2 separate regions of the Sus scrofa genome follow, and region 1 is linked to region 2. The links are chromatin contacts, called in public Hi-C maps. All regions are on one chromosome and are shown on one strand. Each heading gives the region's core, a stretch centred on a gene start, on an enhancer-like site or on the middle of the called end of the contact. The rest is flanking DNA. Distances are from core to core; before and after follow the strand shown.

Evidence for each region. A called contact is a pair of places that touch in the nucleus more often than the background predicts.
Region 1: a Hi-C map of embryonic fibroblasts shows a contact between it and region 2, with 2.0 times the contacts expected there. The contact joins two enhancer-like sites. A contact is called at or near these places in 2 of 47 Hi-C or Micro-C datasets (embryonic fibroblasts and fibroblasts).

Annotation. Positions count from the first base shown.
Region 1 is chr2:94,993,335-94,999,218 of Sscrofa11.1, reverse strand. CCNH (cyclin H) reads left to right here. Exons shown (of 9, transcript NM_001166313.1): 7 at 2,343-2,454; 8 at 5,557-5,617. Among named protein-coding and RNA genes, the nearest start is that of CCNH, 22 kb to the left of the region's middle. Within about 2 kb of position 1,393, at least 2 of the 83 cell types and tissues checked have an H3K27ac peak or open chromatin away from gene starts, as enhancers often do. A contact at or near this core is called in embryonic fibroblasts, where this site is marked.
Region 2 is chr2:94,782,207-94,788,091 of Sscrofa11.1, reverse strand. No RefSeq gene overlaps it. Among named protein-coding and RNA genes, the nearest start is that of RASA1, 94 kb to the left of the region's middle. Within about 2 kb of position 4,316, at least 2 of the 83 cell types and tissues checked have an H3K27ac peak or open chromatin away from gene starts, as enhancers often do. A contact at or near this core is called in embryonic fibroblasts, where this site is marked.

The DNA.
Region 1 (5,884 bases), core at 144-2,643, 210 kb before region 2:
TGTTGGCAGCTACTACCAGCATCCAGTGCACGGAGGTGATAGGACCCAATAAACATTTTATAATTCATAATACAGCCCCTTGGTAGACTGAGAAATGGCTCCCCAAAGATTATCAGTGGAAGCCCAGCATTACCTTACATGGCCAAAAAGACACCCCCAAAAAAGTCTTTGCAGGTGTGACAAAGTTAAAGACATTATTTTGGACTATTCAGATTGAGCCTAAATATAATCACAAGAGTCCTTAGTAGAGGAAGGCAGAGAGAAGTTTGACACACTGAAGGTGATTTTGAAGACACAGCAGAGATTTGAAGATATGTCTTAAAAATTGGAGCAGTACGGCCATAAGCTAAGGGATGTTGGCAGTCATCAGAAGCTGGAACAGAAGCCTCTAGAGTGTAGCCCTTCCCATATTTTGTTTTTGGTCTAGTGAAACTGATTGCAGACTCTGAGGCTTTAGAACTGTGGAACAGGAGTTCTCTTGTGGCACAACAGGTTAAGAATCCAGCATTCTCACCCTAGCAGCTCATGTGGCTGCTGTGGCACAGGTTTAATCCCTGGCCTGGGAACTTGTGCATGCCTCAGTTGCTGCAAAAAAAAAAAAAACAAAACAAAAAAACAAAACAAACAAAAACCTGTGAAACAGTCCACTTTTGTTGTCTTAATAGGTCCTGAGTTTGTGGTAATTTTTAATAGCAATCTCAGGAAATTAACATAAACCCTCACAACAAAGAATTTTCTAGCCCAGGCTGTCAGTAGTGCTTATGCTAAGAAACACTGTCTTAAGGTTTTGTTTTTTTTTTCCTTCTTTTCACTTTTTTAAAGTATGCTTGCTTTACAGTGTTGTGTTAGTTTCATATGTGCAGCAAAGTGATTCAGATGTGTGTGTGTATGTGTGTGCTTCAGATTCTTTTCCCTTGTAGGTTATTACAGGATATTGAATATAGTTCCCCAAGCTATATGGCAACCTTGTTCTTAAGGATTGAGTTAGAACCTCCCCTTAACTGATTGGCTGGATTAGCCATTCCTCTCCATGTTCATTCTTGCTCTTGTGACACTGCATGCTCATGGCTACTATGCACATCTTCAGGGTTAAAAGTCAGTTATGTTTGTTTCCAAAATGTTTTGTGCCAGTTGTCCTTATGAATAAATTTCTGGTTTAAATATTGAGTAAGCCAATAAAATATGACATTGAAGATCTTGATCTTGGATGACATTAGTTAATCAGTGTTTTTATGTTTTATGTTTCAAAAGTTAAAATGCCTCAGGGCATGTAAATATCATTTCTTGATTCTTTGTTGGAAATGATCTCGAGGTCTTCCCTCTTTAAGTGAGAGTGATGAATTTATCAGTCAGAAAACTGTAGGTTTTCAGTTATACCACTAGAGGGTTCACTTCCAAAACTAATTGTGATTTGGCCATAGATATTAGGATCCAGGAATTTAGTAAGTACAAGAGGTCTTAAAGGTAACCCACTGTGCTGATTTTATAGCTGACACTTACCTTCATTTTACTCCATTTGTTTAAATGTAAAATAAGAATAGCTCTTGCTGAAACTCAGAGCTGGAATGGTATTATCTTATTCATAATTTTTCACACACAAGATACTGTCCCAAGGGTTTTGATGCAAACACTGCTTTATTTGCTTTATGAAATAAGTCACTCATTTGGAGCACATGGCTGGCTAATTAGCCCTGTTTCTCTCATCATTCCTTATAAAAATCATGAGATTTATATTCTTTGTTTTGTGGTAGTTGAATAATATAAAGGGCCCAGGTGGAGAATCCTTGTGTGCTTAGTCACTGTAGTAGTTTGCTTTTAGCATAAGGAGGGTATTTTTGTTTTCTTGGTGATGCTTCATTGTATAGGTTCCGCATTGTGTTAAAGCAAAGCATCATTGACGGGTATTTATAAGCATTTTTCCTTCATTGCATATTACATAATAATGTTTTCCTTGTACATGAGGCCCTCCATCTGTAGGACAGAATGTTATGAATATAGTTGGTGGTAGAGAACAAAGATTGTTTACTAAATCATATAGGGATTTTTTAAAAGCCTTAAAACTGAGTAAAGTGACCATGGTAGGATTTGGAAAAAATACTGACTAGCAAAGCCTGCTTATCGTTATGCTGTACACGACGCGGGCTAAGCAGCAGAAGCTATAGTAACTTGAGTATGGTGTTCATTGAATTCTAATGTGAAATAATAATCCTGATAATAATAACCACATTTCAGGAGTGTTCTTTGTTGTTCCCAAAACTAGATGGGAAAATATTATTCATCCCCTTTATGAGAACCATACTTTTCATTATCTGATGTGGATCCTTTCTTTTATATACATATAGGCATGAGAAACTTGGTAAAAAAATATGAACCACCCAGATCTGAAGAAGTTGCTGTTCTGAAACAGAAGTTGGAGAGATGTCACTCTCCTGAGCTTGCACTTAACGTAATTACGTAAGTAGATGGGACACTGTTATCCTAGAACAGATATAACTATTATTGTGTTTAGCTTAAAATGTCATTTAATTGGTGAATGCTCATATGGGTAAAACTGACTTACCTATTAAATCAGATTTTTTTTCAACAGGATTAAACACGAGATAATAAAAGAATTTGGCTTTTTATAGTCAATTCTGCTCCTGCTGTGATTAACGTGTTCTTTGGCTTGTGGGATCCCATGAGGCAGAGTCTTCCTAGGGAATTCATGAACCTCTTCTTGTCCTTTTAATCTCTAGGTTTTTTGTAGGTCTGGTTATCTCCTCTGGAGAACAAGTACACTGTTCCAGATTTATTTCTATTAGCTAGGGTATGGAAATTTGGCATATTTTCTCTCAGTGGTAAACTTTATATTGAAGACAGAATCAATAGGAAAATGTGCTGTTAGATTTCTTGTTGCATCCATAAGGAACACTGTAATACGTCTTATTGACTTGTTGCTGAATGTGGAATTCACTATATTTGAGCTCTTTATCACCTGCAGCTTGAAGATCTGCTTACACCTTTCAGGTGTTTAAACAGTTGGGGATCTGGGTAGGTAATAAGAATGGTAAAATTATTATTTTATATTTTCTGTGGAACACATTCTGTAAAACTTAGTGGGAGGTAGGTCTGTCATCTTACAGTTGAGATGCATTTGAGATGTTTCTGATTCCATAATTGATGACTATATTGTTATTGGATAATATATGAGACATCAGACCAGAATTCTAAGGCCTTCAGATCAGGTACTTGTAACTCAAATTCTTCTAACTATAAAGCTATAGTAGGAGAATATCCCAGGACTTATGATGTGTGTAAAATATGGGACTATTTTATATTTGTAGCTGTAACTGCAAAACATGGCTTAGAATAGAACCTAAAATTGGTAAATTTCACTCCTGGGTTTCAGTGTTACAGCAAAAGTAAAGAAAAATGTTGACTTTAATGAATGAAAGTATTGCAGTACTGATTTATAATCTTTTCACATTGATTTTGAAATGGGCTTATTAGACCAGGTGTTGGCACACTGTGGCCCAAGGGCCAAATCTGGGCCACAACCTGTTTTTAGAAATAGTTTTATTGGAACATAGATCCATCTAGCATACTGTGTATTGCTGTTTTCAGACTATAGCAGAAGAATTGTGTAGTTGTGACAGAAACTACATGCCCGTACAAGAATTAAAATACTCACTATATGGCCTTTTGAAGAAAAATTTGTCCACCTCTGAATTAGACCACTCAACTATTGATCTTACTCTTCTAGCTAGGTGACTGAATGGACCATAATCCAAAGTTCCTAATTGGCCAGAGTTTACATCTTTCTTTCAAGTGTACTGTGTTAAGCAAACCCTGCATATCTATGAGTACTTAAAGGGCGATTCTCAAACTGTAAAGGACTGTTAATTTTCTTTTTAACCCATTACAGACCTACACTTACATAAAATATTAACAAATAATTACTCGAAAAAAGAAAATGACAAAAAAATAAGCTTAAATTTTATTAGATTCAATAAGCTTAATTTTATTAGATTCAGTAGTCATAAATAAATCTATCAAATTCCTATAAAAATTTCTAAACACACACTCAATTTCTATACTTATCTCATTGCACGCTGGAAATGGTCCATAAATCACACTTACAAGCACTACTTTAGGATAAAATATTTTTTCTTGGTCTTTAAAATTCTTTTATCTTTTTTAATACACAAGTAATATAGTGTCATTATTAAAGCCAATTTAATACAGGTAAACCAGAGTTCTCTTTAACCAAAACCCAAATCCCAGTTTCATCCCGAGAGGTAACTTATAGTTGTTATCTTTGCCAAGCTTTTCACTATTATGTATTTAGAAAAGGGTTTTTTCCCTTTTCATTGTTTTCATACACATTGTACAACATTTAATAGTATCAGTATTTAACTTCTGCCAGTCTGGGTGAAGAAATAATCATCACATCGGTATTTTAATTTGCATTTCTCTTATTATTCTGATACTGATATTTCCATGTCAAATAATCCTGTTTCTTCTGTATTGCATAATTATAACCTCTGCCCAACTTTCTTGTCTTGTTTTCTTATGGTTCTTTTTATATACTCCTCTTTTTATATTTATCATAGACCTACTTTCTTTTGTTGCTTCTTTTACTTTGTGACATAGGCAGCTTGTCTTTTGCTTTATGCTCGTACACCTGAACACCTTGTCTTACTCTGTATTTTGCCTTTTGTTTAGCTGTTAAAACTATTTAGAATTGTATGTGATTGGTTTGAGGTAGAAATCTCACTAATTTTTGTTCAAAGTAAACTTGTATCAGCCATTTAAAAATATTTCATGATTTTCTCTAGTTATTTAAAATAGTCATTTATTACAGATTAAACTCCTATATATACTTTGTACTGATCATTGATCTTTAACTCTTTGCTAATACAGACAGCCCTTCATATCTGTGGATGCAGAGCACCAAATGTACGAATATTACCATTTCATAAAAGGGACTTGAGCATCAGGATTTTGGTATCTTGAGGGGTGGGGGTGGGGTTCCTGGAGCCAGTCTTCCTCAGATATCAAAGAATGACTGTACCATACTTTTAATTACCATAGTTTATATAAAGTATGTTTTGATGTTAGGTGGGACATGCTCCCCATATTTTGTTCTTTTTCATATTCTTTTGCTATTTTTGTGTAATCTTTTCCTGGTCAGAGTTAAGCTTAGGAAAAATTTTATTAGGATTTTAATTAGAATTGGATTGAATTTTTTTATTTTGCTGCATCATGCAGCACCTTGATATGGGATCTCAATTCCCAGACCAGGGATCAAAACCGGTCCACAACGATGAAAGCACTGATCCTAACCGCCAGATCACCAAGGAACTCTGCAAACTGCACTGTCTTTAAAGAGTAATTTGAAAGATAATTGCCTTCCTACCCATAATTCTTCACCTTTTTCCATTTATCCAGGGTTTGTTCTGTAGATATGTCAAAAAAAGATAGCTTGTTTGAGAGATTTACAGAATCTTGCTAGTTTAACCATGCTAGATTCTGTTGCCAGTATTAGATTGCTTATTGATGGTTGCTTAATTACAGCAAGAAGAGGAAAGGTTATGAAGATGATGATTATGTCTCAAAGAAATCCAAACATGAGGAGGTATGTTCTCCAAAGGTAAATTTTAACTTACTGTTGTTGTTTATTCTGGTATGACAATAGTGTTAAGATTTTATTGTTCCAGAGTGCGGGCATTATAGACAGAGGTGTGGGTATTAGAAAGCTTTTTTTTTTTTTTTTTTTTTTTTTGCATCTTTATGTACATTGTCTATTACAGGAATTTTTCTCACTTCCATCTTAGCCTGTTCTGAAGCAGTATAGTAGTTACTTCATGAAGAATCCCTCCTAAGGTCATAGAAGCCAGTAGGG
Region 2 (5,885 bases), core at 3,067-5,566:
ATGTCATTATACATTTGTCCAAACCCATAGAATGTACAACACCAAAAGCAAACTGTAATGTAAACTATGGACTTTAGGTGATAATGATGTGTCAGTGTAGACTCATTAATTGTAACATGTGACACTCTTGGAGTTAGGGGGATATGTTGATAAGGGGTGGGGCTTTGCATGTGTAGAGGCAGGGAGATGAGAATGAGGGTTTGATCCCTGGCCTTGCTCAGTGGTTCAGGGATCTGGCATTGTCATGAGCTGTGGTGTAGGTCACAGATGTGGCTTGGATCCTGAGTTGTTGTAGCTGTGGGGTAGGCTGGCAGCTGCAGCTGGCAGCTGATTTGACCCCTAGCCTGAGAACTTCCATATGTCACAGGTGTGGCCCTAAAAAGCATAAAAAAAAAAAAAAGATCTATTTAGGGCATAACATGATTTAGTTCCTAGGATGAAGACTGATCAATAGGTCTGATTCAGGCATAGTGACTACTCTGGGGAATAGTGAGCTACCATCAAGACCTTGCATATCTCTAGGGTGACAAATAGACAGATATGTTTCTTCTAGTTTCCTACTTATTTGGAAAAAGCAAACCTTTGTTTTCTTTTAAATAATTAATTCTGGGATTTGGGGCAGATTATTTCATCCAAATTTCATCCATAAGATTTATCATATGACCAATCAATTTCTACATTTGACCAAAATGAACAGGCCATTAAAATGGAAAGAGTATTTTCTTTAGAATCTTGGGAACATACAGAAATCTCAGCCTAGATGCTTTTGTACCGTATATGTTTCAATGAGCAAAACATTTCAAAGCTTTTATATTTTATTTATCCAAGGTTTTAACAAGAAATAATCTGAATTGGCTAGTGACATACAGATTTCTGGGCAGAAAGGGAGTGTGTAACCCCTGCTTTCAATTATGGAGTAAACATCTATACAGACATCAACCATGAAAGAATATGAACAAAGCCTTAGGCAATTTGAAATTCTACCAGTTATAGCCACAAAAGGGATAAGAAATGCACTTTTCTCATTCCAATCAATTGCTTTTTAACTATTAGACAAACAGAGCATTCCATTGAACATCTGTCAGTACTATTTTGAGTACTTCTCTAGAATATTTTTATGTTTAATTAAAGATTTGTTTTCTTATTACCCAGAATGCTATTCATTGGTGTAAAGATTCAGAGAAGGAGATTAAACATATTAGTCGGTATGCAGGAAAACTGAACATATAAATGGAAAGTACTTGTGGCATAAACTAATTTAAAAACCAATAAGCTTTGGAATGTATCCATAAATAAAACAAATGCAAAATATAGTTTTTCAGCAAAAACTCAGGTTTACCATACTCTTAGCAAATGTAATAAATGAGCATGGAAATATAAAATATATATAAGCCAGGCATTAATTATTCACTTTAAAAAAGGAGTTTTATTTTAAGGAAGTATTTTTATAAGAAGCATTTCACTTGTATATTAAAGATATAACTTGGATTTACAAATATTTTATTTATTACTGCCTAAAAGTATGGCAGTTGTTGCTCAATGTGAGATATTCTTACATTGAACCAGGAAACACACTTATAAAAAAATTCTTGAATGTGACTCAGAAATATTTTAATCTTACATGGGTCTATTTCTTGACTTTCAGTGGGGGTGGTTATAACAAAAACAGGAAAAACCCATCAAAATACCATTTTCCCAAATATGCCACATATATTGTTAATATGGTCTGATTTTATGATGAAAGACTCCAGCTCAAATTTAAGTGTACGATAACAAGTCACATTGACAAGTATTAAATGAGACCAGACAGTTGTTTTATTTTCTGCCAGTACGATGTTTTTTTTTTTTTTTTTTTTTTTTTTTTCTGTATTTTTTGCTATTCTTACTCCATTTTTTGGTCTCTGTTATACCCGTATCTTTGTCCTTTGTCTTATTTTTTTCCTTTTTTCATTCCTTGCTGTCTATACCTTATGCCTACAGTGGTACCCAGTGACATTTCCAACACTACTTAATTCTCTTTTAGTATACATTATTATATTTGAGGATTAGTAAATTAGTCTAAATGATTATTCTAGAGTATAGCAATATGGTTCACAGAACTGCCAGTGGGAAGATCGAAGGCTTACTGGGAGGGCTTTATCTATGAAACAAGCAGCCACACCCATATTGTAACTTCCTTGTATTTCTTTTCCCTAAGAGAAATTTCTCAGAGCTTGATTTCATTTTCAGAGGAAAACACCCATTTCTAACTTTGAAAAATAAGCCCTTTCTATATGTCTCAGCGAGGCAGATGAAAATTACTAATAGAACAGATAAGGTAGTTAAATCGGTTTTCATGACTTCTAGTTATGATTCCCTACAACATACCTGAGAATTTGTTTTGGTAAACACACACACGAAAACATGGTGAAGAAGTATTTAAAGAAGAATGGGATTGCGAAATAAAGGAAAAACACAATGTCCTAGAGTAAATAGTTCTTAAAATAGTGCTTTTTTTCTTCCTCAAAATAAGTTGTGTCACTACTTAGTTGTGTCACTACTGTTATTTTTTTCCTGTCCATTGCATTATTATTCATGTCATTTGAGTCAAAGAATGTGGCATGTACCAACAGGTATAAGCACCATTGGTAAGAAGAAGTAGTAAAATATGACTGCCGCAGATTGATTTGATGATTCAGGTTTCCAGATTCTACTGGTGACAGCCACTTGGCATACCCCCTAAAAATAGTACCATAATTTTTTTTGCTTTTAACATCCATGGTCACACCTGTGGCATATGGAATTTCCCAGGCCAGGGGATGAATTGGAGCCGCAGCTGCAGCCTATGCCACAGCCACGGCAACAATGCATCCTTAACCCAGCAGTGCGAGGCCAGGGATTGAACCTGTATCCTCAGAGACAACATCAGCTCTTTAACCCGCTAAGCCACACAGAAACTCCAACAGTTTTATATTGAAGCCATTTGTCTCAAAGACTTTGAACCTGTAGCTAATGTCAAAAACCCCTCAGGTATGTGTGAGTCAGGTGTTTGAGAGCTATTTATTTAGCCATTGTCAGGTTTATTTGAATTAGATAAAAAGAGAAAAAGAGATGTCTACCATTAATAGCTAAAGTTGCATCGCTTATTTATAAATCAATAGAACCAAATATGAAGATAAAAACATGAATTTTTAAAAACATCATTGGAGACATATAAAAATGCCTCTTTATTTTCTTTTACTTTAACCAATTTCTTAAACAATCAATGTATCTGACTCTTCTTGTGGCTCTCTTGAGTATCAGTTGCCTCAGATCCCAGAATCTCAGTTTCTTACTCATTCTGATTTATTTTCTACCCTATCTTAACTGAGTTACAAAAAGACTGGATAACTTTACACTGTTCACACTCTGCCTGGTATTGCTTAAATTTTCCTTTATGTTTTCTGTTCATTTACTAATCTAATACTGGTGAGACAGAGTCTATACTCATGGATTTACCTATAGTCTGAGAAAACATTACTTGTCTGGGTGATTTCCAAATCTAATCACAACATATTCTTGTGTGTAGTGTAAGCAAAGGAACTGAATCTCCAGTGTTAGAACTCCGTTTTCCAATTCAGTCCAATTACTTCTGTGTACTCATGAGTAATCTAACAGAGTAAGTGATCAAAGTCACACAACTTCTTGGAAACCCAAGTAGAACCAAAGCCCTGGGCATCTGGTTCCAGTAGAGTGTCTTGCCTGTTCTTTCACTGTCACCTATTTACTTGAAAATATGTAATATTCACTGCAGTATAGACATGTATGCGACTGGAGGAGTTTTTAAAGAAATTCAAATTCATGCCCAGTGGTTTTTTTTTTTTTTTTTTGGTGTCATATGTACCAACAGCAATTGAGCCTATATGTGAAAGAGTGCTTCACAATGTTTTCTCATAAGTCATTACTTCAGAAGGAAAAAGAAACCCTGTTAGCTGATCTCTACTGTTGCTTCTAGTTTTATTATTCTCTGAATCCATGAATCAGCTCAGTACACACTGGCATGCAGAAAAAGGCCAAAAGGATGTCTTTATAAATTTAAAACATTGTTAAAAATTGCTTTGGTGCACATTTACTGCTAAAAACATAGAACAACCATTACAGCTGAAATGAATGTTTATTCTTCCTTTAATGTTGCTGCCTCTCATATTTTTATGCCCCTGCTATTTTCTCATCTCATTCCCTATCAGTTTGTGTAATGTACTCTGTGCACAGATGCTGTGTGGTGGAGTCAAGAGAGTACTGGCCTTGGCATAAGATAGAAATACTTTTGGAATCCAGGTTATGTAACTTTCAGCCACATACTTAATTTTTCTCTAAGTTTCACTTTCTTCCACTGTAATAGAAGGATACTAATATACCCAGAGGTAGTTGTGAGGTCAGAAGTCATAAATGGAATATGTTTAGGACAGTGTTGTAATGATAATAATGATACTGATTAGATTCTTATTATCATTACAAAACGAGTATTCTGCAAACTTGATGGGTTTGGGGGAGGAGAACGAGGTAAAAGTTTTGCTTTGTTCCCTCAAACATTTTATTTTAAAACTCACATTTCTCTGTGGTCTTATAATACTGTGTTCTGCCCAAGCGTAAGGACAAATATAGTTCACTGCCGTTTTAAAAATTCATTTAAAGCACAGTTCTACTTTGATGGACTCTAACCATTACTGCTTACGAGTCTTGTTACAATGGTGTCTGCCTGAATAATTGAAATATCTTAAGGCATATTTTTTATATTGCTCTATGTTGCTTATAGTTTATATTATAAATGAGTTTTCACTGGTTTCAAATGAAGTTATGATGGGGCAAAATGTTGGATTTAGTTAATAATGTATAATTGTGGTTAGTTAAAATAAAGGCCTAATATTGAGATGTACCAAGTAGGAAAAAGAAAAAAGATTGAATAGAAAATAAATTATGAAAGAAAAGTGACTCTAAGTCAATGAACTGAATGCCTGATGTTCCTGAATTGAAAGCATGCAGAGTGAAGGAAAGGAATATAGAAATGATGAAATATTTAGCGATAATATCTCCTAGGGGAAAAAATTAATTTGTCTTTCATGGCTCCTATTTTTTAAGATTAACTGCACTGAATGCATTTTTTAAAAAAAATCTTATTTTACTGGTGATGAAAGTAGCTAATGTTCATTATAAAGTTTCTAGGATAGAGGAGGAAGCAAAGGGGATTGAAAATAAAGATTGCCTCCAAGGTAATCACTTTTGGTGTATTTTCATCTGTTCTTTTGTCTCTGCATAATGGATATGTGATCTTATTTCTTAGAAAATTTGGATGCTAGTATAGAAAAACACTATAAAAACTTTTTACTATGGAATTTTTTGACATATAAAAAAGCAGAAAAATCATATAATGAATCCCCATGTACTATCAACAATGATCAAGATTCAGCCATCTGATTTTATCTATACCTTCTCCTATTCCTATAGCCTTGAATTATTTTAAAGCTATGATTTAGCCTTATCATTTCATCCATTAACATTTCAATATTTACTGCTAAAAGATAAGAACTCTTATTACACAAAACAAACCACAATCTCAATATCAATCAATAACAAATTAAGGGGAGTTCCCCTTGTAGCTCAGCAGAACGAATCTGACTAGTATCCATGAGGATGCAGGTTTGATCCCTGGCTGCACTCAGTGGGTTAAGGATCTGGTGTTGTTGTGAGCTGAAGTATAGGTCGAAGATGCTGCTCAGATCTGGCTGTTGCTGTAGCTATGGTGTAGACCAGCAGCTGTAACTCCTATTTGACCCCTAGACTGGGAACTTCCATAGGCCGCCAGTGCATTCCTAAAAAGCAAAAAAAAAAAAAAAAAAAAAAAAAGGAAAAAGAAAAAGAAAAAAAAA